Linked DNA regions of Hordeum vulgare: all the other regions are linked to region 2. A link is a contact called in public Hi-C data. All regions are on one chromosome and are shown on one strand. The core of a region is the stretch at or near the end of the contact, and the rest is flanking DNA. Distances in the headings are between cores, read along the strand shown. Region 1 holds the start of LOC123401753 (serine/arginine-rich splicing factor RSZ23-like). Region 2 has its middle 330 kb from the start of LOC123402108. Region 3 holds the start of LOC123401572.

Region 1 (3,723 bases), core at 1,069-3,568, 810 kb before region 2:
ATTACCAAGACTATTTTCAAACTCCCAAAAAGATATAAGTGAAGCAAGAGAGTGAATTTCTTCAAAATTTTCTAACATTCTCAAAAAGATATAAGTGAAGCAAGAGAACAAGTTTCTTCAAAACATATAGCATTCTCAAAAAGATATAAGTGGATCATGAGAACAAGTTTCTTCAAAACATTCGCACCACCGTGCTAAAAAAGATATAAGTGAAGCACTAGAGCAACCACCTAGCTTAACTAATTTAAGTGAAGCACAAGAAGCAATTCTAACAAATTATGATGACGTGAGGCTATCTCAAGAAAATGTGTTCAGAGATGATGATTGTGAAAAACTAATAAGAAAAGACTCATTTCATATAAGACGCTCCAAGCAAAACACATATCATGTGACGAATAAAAATATAGCCTCAAGTGTGTTACCGATAGTCGTTAGAAGAAAGAGGGATGTCTTCCAGGGCATCCCCAAGCTTAGACGCTTGAGTCTCCTTAGATATTACCTTGGGGTGCCTTTGGCATCCGCAAGCATTGACTTTTGCATCTATTTATTCCTTCATCCATCGACATCACACCCAAAACTTGAAAACCTCAATCACACAAAATTCAACAAAACCTTCGTGAGATCCGTTAGTATAACCAAGCAAATTAGTACTATAAGTACTATTTCAAACCCATTCAAATTTTATAACTACATTATAGGTACTGTATTCTAACTTTCACATGGCTTGCACCCCCAACACAATTCATAGATTCATCAAGATAAGCAAACAATGCAACGAAAATAGAATCTGACAAAAACAGAATAGTCTGTAGCAATCTGTCAAAAACCATACTGCTGAAACTCTGAAAATTCTGAAAAATTAGGACACCATGGAAAATTTGTGTTTCAATCACATGTAAAAAATCCAGACACATTTGACGCTGTGATGAATTTATAAAATTCTTGGACTGGGCGTCAAAGTCGGCCCAACGCGCCGACCCAAACGGACGCGCGTCCGCTTGGCGTTCGCGTGGCGACCCATTCCCGACCCAATTTTGGGCCGGATTTGCGTCGGCGCGGACACGAGACGGATGCGCGCGCGCCTCTACTCCTCTCCCCAGGCCCACCGGTTGGTGGCATCCACCACCATTTCCCCCATCCCCCCCCAAAACCTCTCTCGCCCCCGCGCGCTCCCGCCCCACGTCCGCCATGGACGACGACCTCGACCTCGCCGCCGCCGCTGGCCTCGCCTCCCTCGCCTCGTCCGACAAAGGCAAGCCTCGCGCCTCCCGAAAGGCCGCCGCACCGAAGCCGAAGAAGGTGCTGACGCCCGAACAACGGGCAAAGGAGTCGGCCAAGAGGAAGGACCGGAGGCACGCGACGGACGCGAGGGATGAAGCCATCACGGCGGCCGCCGCGCAGCAGCAGGTCACCAACGCCCGCGCCACGGCGACAACGAGGGAGGCGCTCTGCATGTTGGGGTTAAACCCTAGCCAACACGGCCTCGTCAACGCCGCCGTGGCCGCCGCGGTGAGCACCGGCTCATCCGCCTTCCCTCGGACGCTGCTGCCCGACTCGCCCGGTGCCTCGGTTTGCAACCCGGTGCCCGTCTTCCACGTCTACCCGCAGGCCTCCCGCCTCTCGGGGGAGTGCTCGTCCGAGGTGAGCGTGGTCGCGCCTTCGACGCCCGCACCCTCGACCATCAACCTCAACGCCACACCGGTGGCCGCTGGCTCGTAAGCCGGAGGCGCGAGGAAACGCGCGCGGGAGACGCGAGCCGACCAACATTGTATGCCGGCGCTGGCATGGTGCTGGCATATGAAACATGGTCGCTGGCATGATCGGCCGCAGACCTTTTTTTTAATATGTTGATTGCGGACATGAAATGGGTCGGCTCGTTGGGCGCACTGTCGTCCCAAATCTAAAATAAGGCGGACGCCGCGCGGGTGGCCTATCCAAACGGACAAAAAGTGGACAAATTTACCGTCCGTTTGGATCGGTCCGTTGGAGTTGCTCTTATACCCTACCGCCAAGGACATCAGCGGTAGCAAAATGATGAGATCCAATTTTTTTTAACCAAAGTTAGATTCGACTTAACTTTCAGCAAAAAATCAAAACAACGAATTTTACGACCGGAGGTAAGTAGTAGTAGCTAAAAAGGACGCCCCAGGGGTCAATCCAGAGGGGCAAACAGTGGTCCGGACGATCTTGAACCAGCAGCTCATCCGCCACCGTAGAAACCACGAGGCAACTCATGAGTCCTCTTCCGCAATCCCCATCCCATCCCATCCCATCCCAATAAACGAGAATTCCGTAAATACCCCTGGCCCCGAGGCGTCAGCCCTTCGCTCCCTACCCTCCCCCCCTCTCTTCCGCCCGCGGCGGCTCAGACTTAAACCCTAGAGCCGCTCCCCTCCTCGCCTCCGAAGCGCTCGCCGCCCGATTCGCCAATCCCCAATCCCCCCTTGGAGGCGCTCCCCCGAAGGTAAGTACGCCCCACAGACCCCCCGGTATCTTCGAGTTCCAGGCCCGCGTGCCTAGCCTTTGCGCTTCATCCTGTTCCCAAAACGCGAGAATTTTTCTGGGGCGTTTCTCTTTTTATCTGCGGGTGGATGTTAGCAGCTGCTTCGTGCTGGATTCGGCAGCATTTCTTAAAGATTTTTTTCGTTTTTCCTCTTGCAGGGCCTGCTGCTGCCTGTCATGGCTCGCGTCTACGTGGGGAATCTGGATCCGCGCGCCACTGCGCGCGAGATCGAGGACGAGTTCCGCGTGTTTGGGGTTCTCAAGAGGTGAGATGCCTGTGATTTGTTTAACAGTTCTGAAGCTAGTACTACGGTACATACCTTTTCACGAGTTCGGTGTGATATAACTACTGTGCTTGCCTGTAGACATGCTAAGTTGTAGTTTCACATTTCATGTTCAGTTGGTGACTTGCTCGTCTGCTAAAAGTATACGAGCCAAGTATATCGGTATGCTGGCTATTTAGTACGCCTGATTTTAGTGCATGATGCGTGTGAAATTGAGAGTTGAGACTATCTCTTGGTGAACATGATGCAGCTTTCTGTTTGATAAATAGAAGCTTTTATGCATAATTATATCTTAGCTGCATTGCTTGGTCACTTCTATTCCTTTCAATCCGTTTCTTTGTTCATATGGTGAAGTTTCCCTGATAATAACAGTTTATGTCACTGCATTTTGTGATTTTTTTAATTTAAGTTCAACGGGGCATGCATGTGCAGATCTTCTGTATCTTACTGTTATGACTGTTGTGCATTATAGCCGGCGGAGGCCCACGGGCGCGGGCAGTTAGGCCCAAAGGCGCGGGCAGTTAAGCCCAATGGCGCAGGCAGTTACGGGCTTGGCCCAACTTATTGTTATTTTTATTAGCACCTAAGGGATTATATAAACCCATGTAAAGACTCGTTTTGATATTAAGAAGTAGCAATCATTATTGCTCGGCTTTTGCCGAGACTCCAAAACCCTAGCCGCCCCAACGGCCTCCTTCTCCCGACGCGACCTCAGCGCCGTTGCCGGTGCCTCCAGCCTCGCCAACCCTCCTTCGACCACTACAACCTAAGATCTTGTCTTGGTAGGAGCCTTGCTCCTATCAATCTGGTATTAGCTGTCTCGGGTGCGATCATGTCCACTAATCAGCCCACCGCCACCCTTCTGCTGCCAGTCACCACCACACCGTCGGCCTTGTCGGGGCCGATCGCATCTGCCGCAGGGATGCCGCCGGGCTCC
Region 2 (4,102 bases), core at 336-2,835:
TAGGTTTTCATTTTTGACATATCGCGGTTGTTCAGGTTGTGTCCGCACGTATGTCTTGCTTGAGTGGGACTGTTAATGGTTCGCATGTTGATAAGTGACAGTCTCATGTGGGAATTGAACCCGCGCCCTACATGATACGGGACAGAGCACCTAGCCAGTGCAATTGGCTGACTTTAATTACTAGATTGTTTGCAACGCGAAACTTAAAGAAATGAAAGGCCACGACATAATTTAGATAACAGCTCGCGAAAACTTAGCCAAAACGTGTGTGCATAGGATAGAACCCACTGCCTCCAGGGACACCCCGAACAATTTTCTACAATTGTGATTTTTCTAAAACTTTGAAATCCCGAACAATTTTAAAAAGAATGAACGAAATTTGAAGTTCCAAAATATTTTTAAAGATTTGCGTTTTTTTTGAATATTCGACATATTTGGAGAAAGGTGAACAATTTTTTGAAATGTGAACATTTACATATTTGTGAACAGAATATTTAATACTTGAACATTTTGTGAAAACATGACTGTTTTAAGGAATCTCTAAAATTTATATTTAAAAAATAGGAACAAAATGATAACATTTAAGGAAACTGCGAACAAATTATAAACTTATAAATATTTTTTAATTGTGAACAAATTTCGAAACCGTGAACATATTTCAAATTCTAAACAAATTTTGAAACATGAACAACTTTAAAATTCGTGAACAAAATTCTAAAATTATGAACTTTTTGTATTATAAACAAATTTTGAAACCAAGAACATTTTTTGAATTCTAAACAAATTTTGAGACATATGCAAATTTCAAGTTCATTAACAAAATTCATAAAATTGTGAACATTTTTCGAATTGTGATTTTTTTAAACATGAATCAACTTCAAGTTCATAAATAAAATTAATAAATTATGAACATTTTTTGAATGGTGAACAAATTATGCAACCATAAACCTTTTGCGAAATGTGAACAAAATTCCAAAACATGAACAAATTTAAAATTCATAAACATAACTATTAAATTGTGAACATTTTTCGAATTGTAAACAAATTTCAAAACTGCGACCATTTTTTGAAATTTAAATAAATTTTGAAACATGAACAAATGTCGAATTTGTGAACAAAATTATAAAATTATGAACATTTTTTGACTTGCAAAAATTTTTGAAACCGTTTTTTAATTGTGAACATAATTTAAAAATTCAATATTTTTCGAATTGTGAATAATTTTTATTTTTTAAAAAAAGTTGAACAAATTATGAAACTGTGAATATTTATTAAAAAATTAAATTGACAAACACAAAAGGTATAAAATGGACAAAAATAAAAGAGAAAAAGAAGAGAGATAAAAAGAAGAAAAATAAACAGAAAAATGAAAAAAAGAAAAACCAAATGAAAACTGAAACACTGGTTTAGAAAATATTCTAGAAATTTCCCAAAATAAGAAAAAACGGCTGGGAACCAAGGACATTGGAACGTTTAAACGGGTCGGCCCGTTGCGTCGCTGCTCGGCTTTTCTATGCGAAACGCCGACAGTTTGACATAACGAGTGGTAAATAGGGTTACCCCTCAAAAACAAAAAGAGTGGTAAATAGGGTTAACGCGAGTCGCAAGGGCACCTTGTCTGAACATGACGGTGAGATGGGCCGGGCCATGCCCATGTGAGGCCACCAGCCGCAACCTCAATTTTCCTTTTTTGATTCACGTTTTCTGTTTCTATTTTCTTTTTTACTTTTTATTTTTTATCTGTACTTCCAAGTTCCAACTATCCTGTATACATGTATTGCAAAAACAATTTATATCATATACGAAGTGAAATTATTCATGCATTTTAAAAGAGTCAAATGCGTACCAAAATGTTTATGATATATACGAAAAATGTAAACAAAAAATATACAACATGTATTAAAAAAGTAGACATAAACATAAATGTCTTAAAAATGTTAATCATGTATTTAGAAATGTTATATCTGTATAAAAACGTGTAATACTTATTGAAAAGTTAGACATTAATGATGTACATATATTTTTTTAAACAGATATATAAAACATTATCCATGTAGAAAAAAGTATCAGCTCTATATAAAAAATGTACGATGTGTTTGAAAAAATTTAGACTTTGATACATAAATTTGAAAAAGGAACCAACCATATATATTAAAAATTTAATAATGTAATAAAATGTTTTATACTCATAAAAAAGGTAAAATGTGTAGAAAATTTGGAATGGAGGATAGAGGGACATCCCTGATTGTTTCGTCAAAAGTTTGCAAATCTAAACAACATGGAGGGCTTGGAATTTTGGATATTGCACCTCACAACAACGCTCTTCTCATCAAAAATCTTTACAAATGCCTCAACAAAGATGACATCCCATGGGTCAAATTTATATGGGAAGAATACTATCATATAGGTGTACCCATGGGAAAACGAGAAGGCTCCTTTTGGTGGAAGGCACATGTTATCCTCTTACATAATTTTAAATGAATGAGGTGTTGCACAATAGGATTTGGCCAAATAGTGTTGTTCTAGAAAGACAAATGGGAAGATGAAACACTTCAACAAAAATTATGTGAACTTCACTCATATGCAATTGATGAAACACTTTCAGTAGAAAAAACTTGTAAAACACAAGACTAGACTGAACACTTCCATCTGCCAATATCTAATGAAGTATACAAGAATTCAACCAGCTACGAGTAGTTATCCCTCAGCCAAACCCAGACATGAAATACAAATGGATTTGCAATGAACTAGCAAACATATACTCATTAATTCAAATGTATAAGCATATGCTTGGAGACCAGGAAGAACATCCTATGATTAAACTAATATGGGCTAGCTCGAGTAGGTTGAGACATAAAATATTTTTCTGGCTGGTGGCACGCTGCAAGATGAACACGAGAGCACTTCTAAAGAGGAAGGGAATGCACCTAGATAATTCTTTCTGGCCTAACTGCAATTAGAGGGCAGAAGAGACCACTATGCACATTCTATGGGAGTGCAACTTTGCTCAAGATTGATGGAACTCATTGATACCAAATAGAAAGAGAGATACATTTGTGTATGAGGACACCATCTATGCAATGGAACTCCTTCCAAAACAATTTTCATCATAAATTGTTATCTTAAGATGTTGTGGTGTATGGACTTAGAGAAATGGCAACTTCTTTAGGGCTCAACAATAATCCATTGAGGCATGGAGGCCCTATCTCAAGCAAGAACTGAAGTTCTTAAGATTCAGGATTATCGAAAAAGGCTTTTCCCAACTTTATATATAAAGTAATGATCATCAACAACACGGTACAAACGCACGCCACCATAACACACGTACACACCCAAGCCAGGATAGATAGGAGCTGAGCGCAACAACACCACTCCCAGCACTACAAGAGCAACCGGGGGCTTCAACCATGAACACGCCACCACAAAGAGATGAAGCCGCACGATGAACTGTGGGTTCCAAGGCGGCGCCTTCAAGAAGGTTACAACACCGGAGCACCGCCACCGCCCGATCCAAGGATCATAATTTCCTCTGGAGCAACACGACGAGCAATGAGAGCCGTGACACCACCTTCAAGAAGGGAACGAGCTTCGCCTTCGCCTGTCCTTCACAAGATAGAACAGGTTTTGACGCCGACCAACACTCATCACCACCAAACGCCACACCCCATCTACCATGCCATCCGCACGCCCATCGCCGTCGAGTGGCACCGAGCCACGGGCTCTGCCCATGAGCACCACCACCAGGGCCATTGCCGACATTCAAGACCTAGACAACACCTCAACTGAGACTCGTCGCTACCCTAACCAAAGAAATGAGCGAAAAGGCCCCGCCTTTCGCACCCCAGGGCGGCCCCAGCGCTGAGACCCAACACGTAGGCCAAAACCGGGCTCCATCGACCCATCCTGCAGCACCGGGCGCTAGACGAGCTCGATCCTACTGCCACATGCGATACGAGCTCAGTTCTGCTACACAGAACGCGAGATGAGCGATGCAACGCAGTTGGGAGAGGGCTATGTTGGGGAACGTCACATGGGAAACAAAAATTTTCCTTACCACACGCAATTCCTATCCATGGTGATGATCATCTACGAGAGGGGGAGT
Region 3 (4,079 bases), core at 210-2,709, 670 kb after region 2:
GTGGTGGCGTTGACGGATGGCCGGACTGACAAGGATGATGCGGATTTCTCTCCTGAAGATGGGTCAGCAGTTCGATGATGATGGCGGCTTCTAAAACGTGTGCATGTGGTATACGCTTTAGGTCTGCTACGCCGGCTGTTAGTTCCGATACGTTATGTGAATGGATCGGCGACGACACCGGTTTTAGATATGGGGAGTGAGAGCACTCCACATTATCGCTTTTGTAGGTGTGAGTGGGGGCTTCGGGTGGCTTGATGTATGTTCTTGTCAGACCTTTGTTGAATAAGTAATAAAGATGGTTGTATGCATCGATTGATGCAGAGGCCGGGGGGTCTTAACCTCCTTTTCTAAAAAAATGCAGAACCAGATAATATAGACAAGAGGCCTTCAAGCCAATTATATACACTATTTTGAACTAATCATCAACTTTATCCAAGCTGGACGACTGCATGGGTAAAGAGTGGCTGAGCCAGGTTGCTTTAACTTGATAATCCACACTAGAGTCACCCTTCATCTCGGAATGAAACCATGATGCTTGACCAAAGCTAAACAAATTCCCTTTAGGCAAAAAGTTAGCTTTCAAGCATGTCCTTTTTCCATATTCACTGATAAGCTAAATCAGCATGCCAAAAGACCAGCCCGAGACCAACAATGGTAGCGTACTAGTGATGAAGATATGTGTGTCGAAAACCTCTTTCTGTCGAAAACCTCTTTCATTATGCCCTCTATGAGCTAGCAGAAAGCCAGCGTCCATCTCCAAAATAGGATAGCGAAAGAAGAAAAAGCAAGCTATGTAGTATGGCGATTCGGTGACAACAATCATAGGTTACATGTTCTCAGGCGCCACCTAAAATCACACGCATTAAGCAGCTATAGAAAAGCAACGCAGCAGATAAATCTAAGAAGGGCATGAGAACGTCACACCGTCAGCCTTCCAGCTAATCCCACCGAAACCACCACATGAATGCTCCAGAGCATACCGGTACCAAAATCCCAGGAAATGGCCGAATCCAAGGCAGGCAGCTCCCAGCCTCCGCGCCAGAGGTGCCCCAGATCACAAGAGGCCACCTCATCTCGCAAGAGATTCAACCAGGCCGAGGTCCAATCCCACACTCCGAATGCGATTCTGGGTAAGCGCGGCCCGAATCGAAAAATGGCAAGAAGCTGCAGGAGCCTCGTGGAATGGAAAGAAAGGCGAATGCGGGAGGTGTTGACCTGTGCACGGGAGGCGTGTATCTCTTGATGCTGTCCGGGTTGGTATCCGCCATGGCAGCAGCTCGGGCCCTGGGAGGCGCGGAGGGGGAGGGAGGAAGAAGGAGCGGGCGGTGGATGGGGTTGCTTCCTTCCTCCTCCTGCCCAGCCCGGCTGCCGCCCTCTTTCTTCCACCCTCCGTCTCCGTGCCCTGCCCTGCCCTACCCTGACGAGAGATGCAAAAGAGGGAGGAACAAAGGGGCGAAGATGGGGGGCCCGGGCCGGGGGTGTGGGTGTGGGTGGGGAAAGCGGGAGTGCTTTCCGCGGTAATGTCTCGATTCCGGGAAACTGGTCACTAACGAGTGGGACCTTAGAATTGCGCCGTGACACTATTGTAAATAAGTCCAAAACAAAATATCCAAAGTTTTCTTTTCTTGAGGGACAAAAGATCCAAGGTTTGTGAGGTGAAAATACCCAAAGAGACATCTATATACCTATACCTACCTAATAATAAAGAGGCAATTGCTTCCGTCGGAAAACTCACCGCTGCATTTTTATTAAAAAAACTGTAAGCAAAAATTATACCCGTACGCATCGCCTCCTCCCGTCGACCCTAGGCCACCCTGGCCTGTGCCCAGGCCGCCGCCACACCACTCGTCGTCGCGGCCGACCTCAACCGCCACCGCTGCCGATCTCAACCCACCCGCCTCCGCGGCCGTACCTCTCCCCGCTCACTGCCCCCGTTGTGCCGCTCGAGCGCATCGCGTCGACCCTGGTCCACCCTGGCGTGTGCCCAGGCCGCTGCCACACCACTCGCCGCCGCGGCCGACCTCAACCACCACTGTTGTCGATCTCAACCCACCCGCCTCCGCGGTCGTACCTCTGCCCGCTTGTTGCCCCCATTTCGACGCTCGAGGACAGTTTCTGGATCAAATCTACGCGACAACTACAGTGACTGGGGATGATGCGTCTGCTCGATGCAGAACGGCGGCGGCGAGGCGGAGCGAAGTACTTGCAGGTGGAGGCGGGCCTCCATGGCTCACAGGGGAACTCCGAGGTTATGGCGCGGCAACGGCGACTCCTTATGGCCAGATAGAGGCGCCTAACCCTTGCTCCCCTCATTGTATCCCCTCCTCCGGCAGAAACTCATCATCCGGTGAGATCCCCTCTCCATGCCTCCAACCGTCTGCCAAGCACCGGCAAGAAATTTTGTTTTGTGGGGATTTATTTGTTGATGAATGAATGTATTGAATGTAAGATTGTATTGTTGTAGAGATAGAGAATGGAACACGACCTTCAGTTTGTCATCTGATCCCACATTCTCTACCCCATGAGTGAAATAAGATAACAGTCCATTGATCAATTCACGTAGCCTCTTTGTTTTGCTTTGCTTGCCCCGCTCAATTTCTCATCATGTGGAATTAACAATGGATGGGTTGATTTCTCAACAAAATAGGATAGGACTGACTACATTAGTTAGTTAGCTTATTATTTTAATAAATCAAAATGATTATAAAAATATTAAAAGCATGTGGTATTTTTTTCTCCCGTTGCAACGCACGGGCCCTTTTGCTAGTTACTCTAACAAAATTTAAAACTTGTGTTTATTGATTGTGAGCAAAGTCCTCCCATCCCGTCACGCGCGCGATAGTGCGAGCGCAACCCCTCCTAAGTTCGACCCTCCCACTCGATGGTTCCCTCCCATCGCCCGCAGCAGCCACCGACATCACCAAATCGGTTGTACCAACCGCCCCGGAACAGGCCCCATTTTCCTCCTCCATATGAGGGTAACGGCAACCGGGGTCGGGCGAGGAGCCATGAAGAAGAAGAAGAAGGGGAATGTGTGTGCTGCTGGGGTCAACCTGCTCCTCCACCCACACCCCTGCTACTTCTCAAACAACAGCGCCAGAAATTGACACGTTGACGGAGACTTGCTTGCGTTGGTTTTTCACTTGAGGAGAAAAGGGTGATGCAGCACAGGAGCAGTAAGTATTTCCCTTAGTTTGAAAACCAAGGTATCAATCCAGTAGGATAATCTCGTCAAGTCTAGAGTACCTGCGCGAACACAAAAGAGCTTGCACCCAACGCTAGGGGTTGTCAATCCCTTCAAGATTGATTGCAAATTGAGATCTGTAGGCGCAAAGTCCAACGAAGTAAAAGAATAAGGCTGAAAACATGTTGTGAAGTAGACCCGAGGGTCATAGTGTTCACTAGAGGTTCTCTCAAAATAGCAAATATTACGGTGGGTGAACAAATTACTGTCGAGCAATTGATAGAACCGCGCAAAGTCATGACGATATCTAAGGCAATGATCATACATATAGGCATCACGTCCGAGACAAGTAGACCGACACCTTCTGCATCTACTACTATTACTCCACACATCGACCGCTATCCAGCATGCATCTAGTGTATTGAGTTCATGACAAACAGAGTAACGCCTTAAGCGAGATGACATGATGTAGGGGGATAAACTCAAACCAATGATGAAAACCCCATCTTTTTACCCTTGATGGCAACAACATGATGCGTGCCTCGCTACCCCTTTTGTCACTGGGTGAGGTCACCCCACGGTATGAACCCAAAACCAAGCACTTCTTCCATTGCAAGAATCATAGATCAAGTTGGCCAAACAAAACCCACAACTCGAAGAGAATTACAAGGATATGAAATCATGCATATAAGAGATCAGAAGAAACCCAAATAAGATTCATAGCTAATCTGATCATAAATCCACAATTCATCGGATCTCGACAAACACACCGCAAAAGAAGATTACATCATATAGATCTCCATGAAGATCATGGAGAACTTTGTATTGAAGATCCAAGAGAGAGAAGAAGCCATCTAGCTACTAGCTATGGACCCGTAGGTCTATGGTGAACTAC

What was found. Hi-C and Micro-C count contacts between places; a contact is called where the count stands out from the background.
Region 1: a contact with region 2 is called in a Hi-C map of leaf, with 8 times the contacts expected there. The contact joins the promoter of LOC123401753 here to the enhancer-like site in region 2. A contact is called at or near these places in 3 of 6 Hi-C or Micro-C datasets (leaf and seedling).
Region 3: a Hi-C map of leaf shows a contact between it and region 2, with 8 times the contacts expected there. The contact joins the promoter of LOC123401572 here to the enhancer-like site in region 2. A contact is called at or near these places in 2 of 6 Hi-C or Micro-C datasets (leaf and seedling).

The regions. Positions count from the first base shown.
Region 1 is chr6H:350,670,416-350,674,138 of MorexV3_pseudomolecules_assembly, reverse strand. LOC123401753 (serine/arginine-rich splicing factor RSZ23-like) reads left to right here and starts at 2,318. Exons shown (of 5, transcript XM_045095607.1): 1 at 2,318-2,464; 2 at 2,662-2,768. The coding sequence starts at 2,680.
Region 2 is chr6H:349,857,399-349,861,500 of MorexV3_pseudomolecules_assembly, reverse strand. No RefSeq gene overlaps it. Among protein-coding and RNA genes, the nearest start is that of LOC123402108, 330 kb to the right of the region's middle. Within about 2 kb of position 1,585, at least 2 of the 3 cell types and tissues checked have open chromatin away from gene starts, as enhancers often do. A contact at or near this core is called in leaf, where this site is marked.
Region 3 is chr6H:349,187,051-349,191,129 of MorexV3_pseudomolecules_assembly, reverse strand. It overlaps LOC123401572, which reads right to left and starts at 1,459. Exons shown (of 6, transcript XM_045095398.1): 1 at 1,216-1,459. The coding sequence starts at 1,268.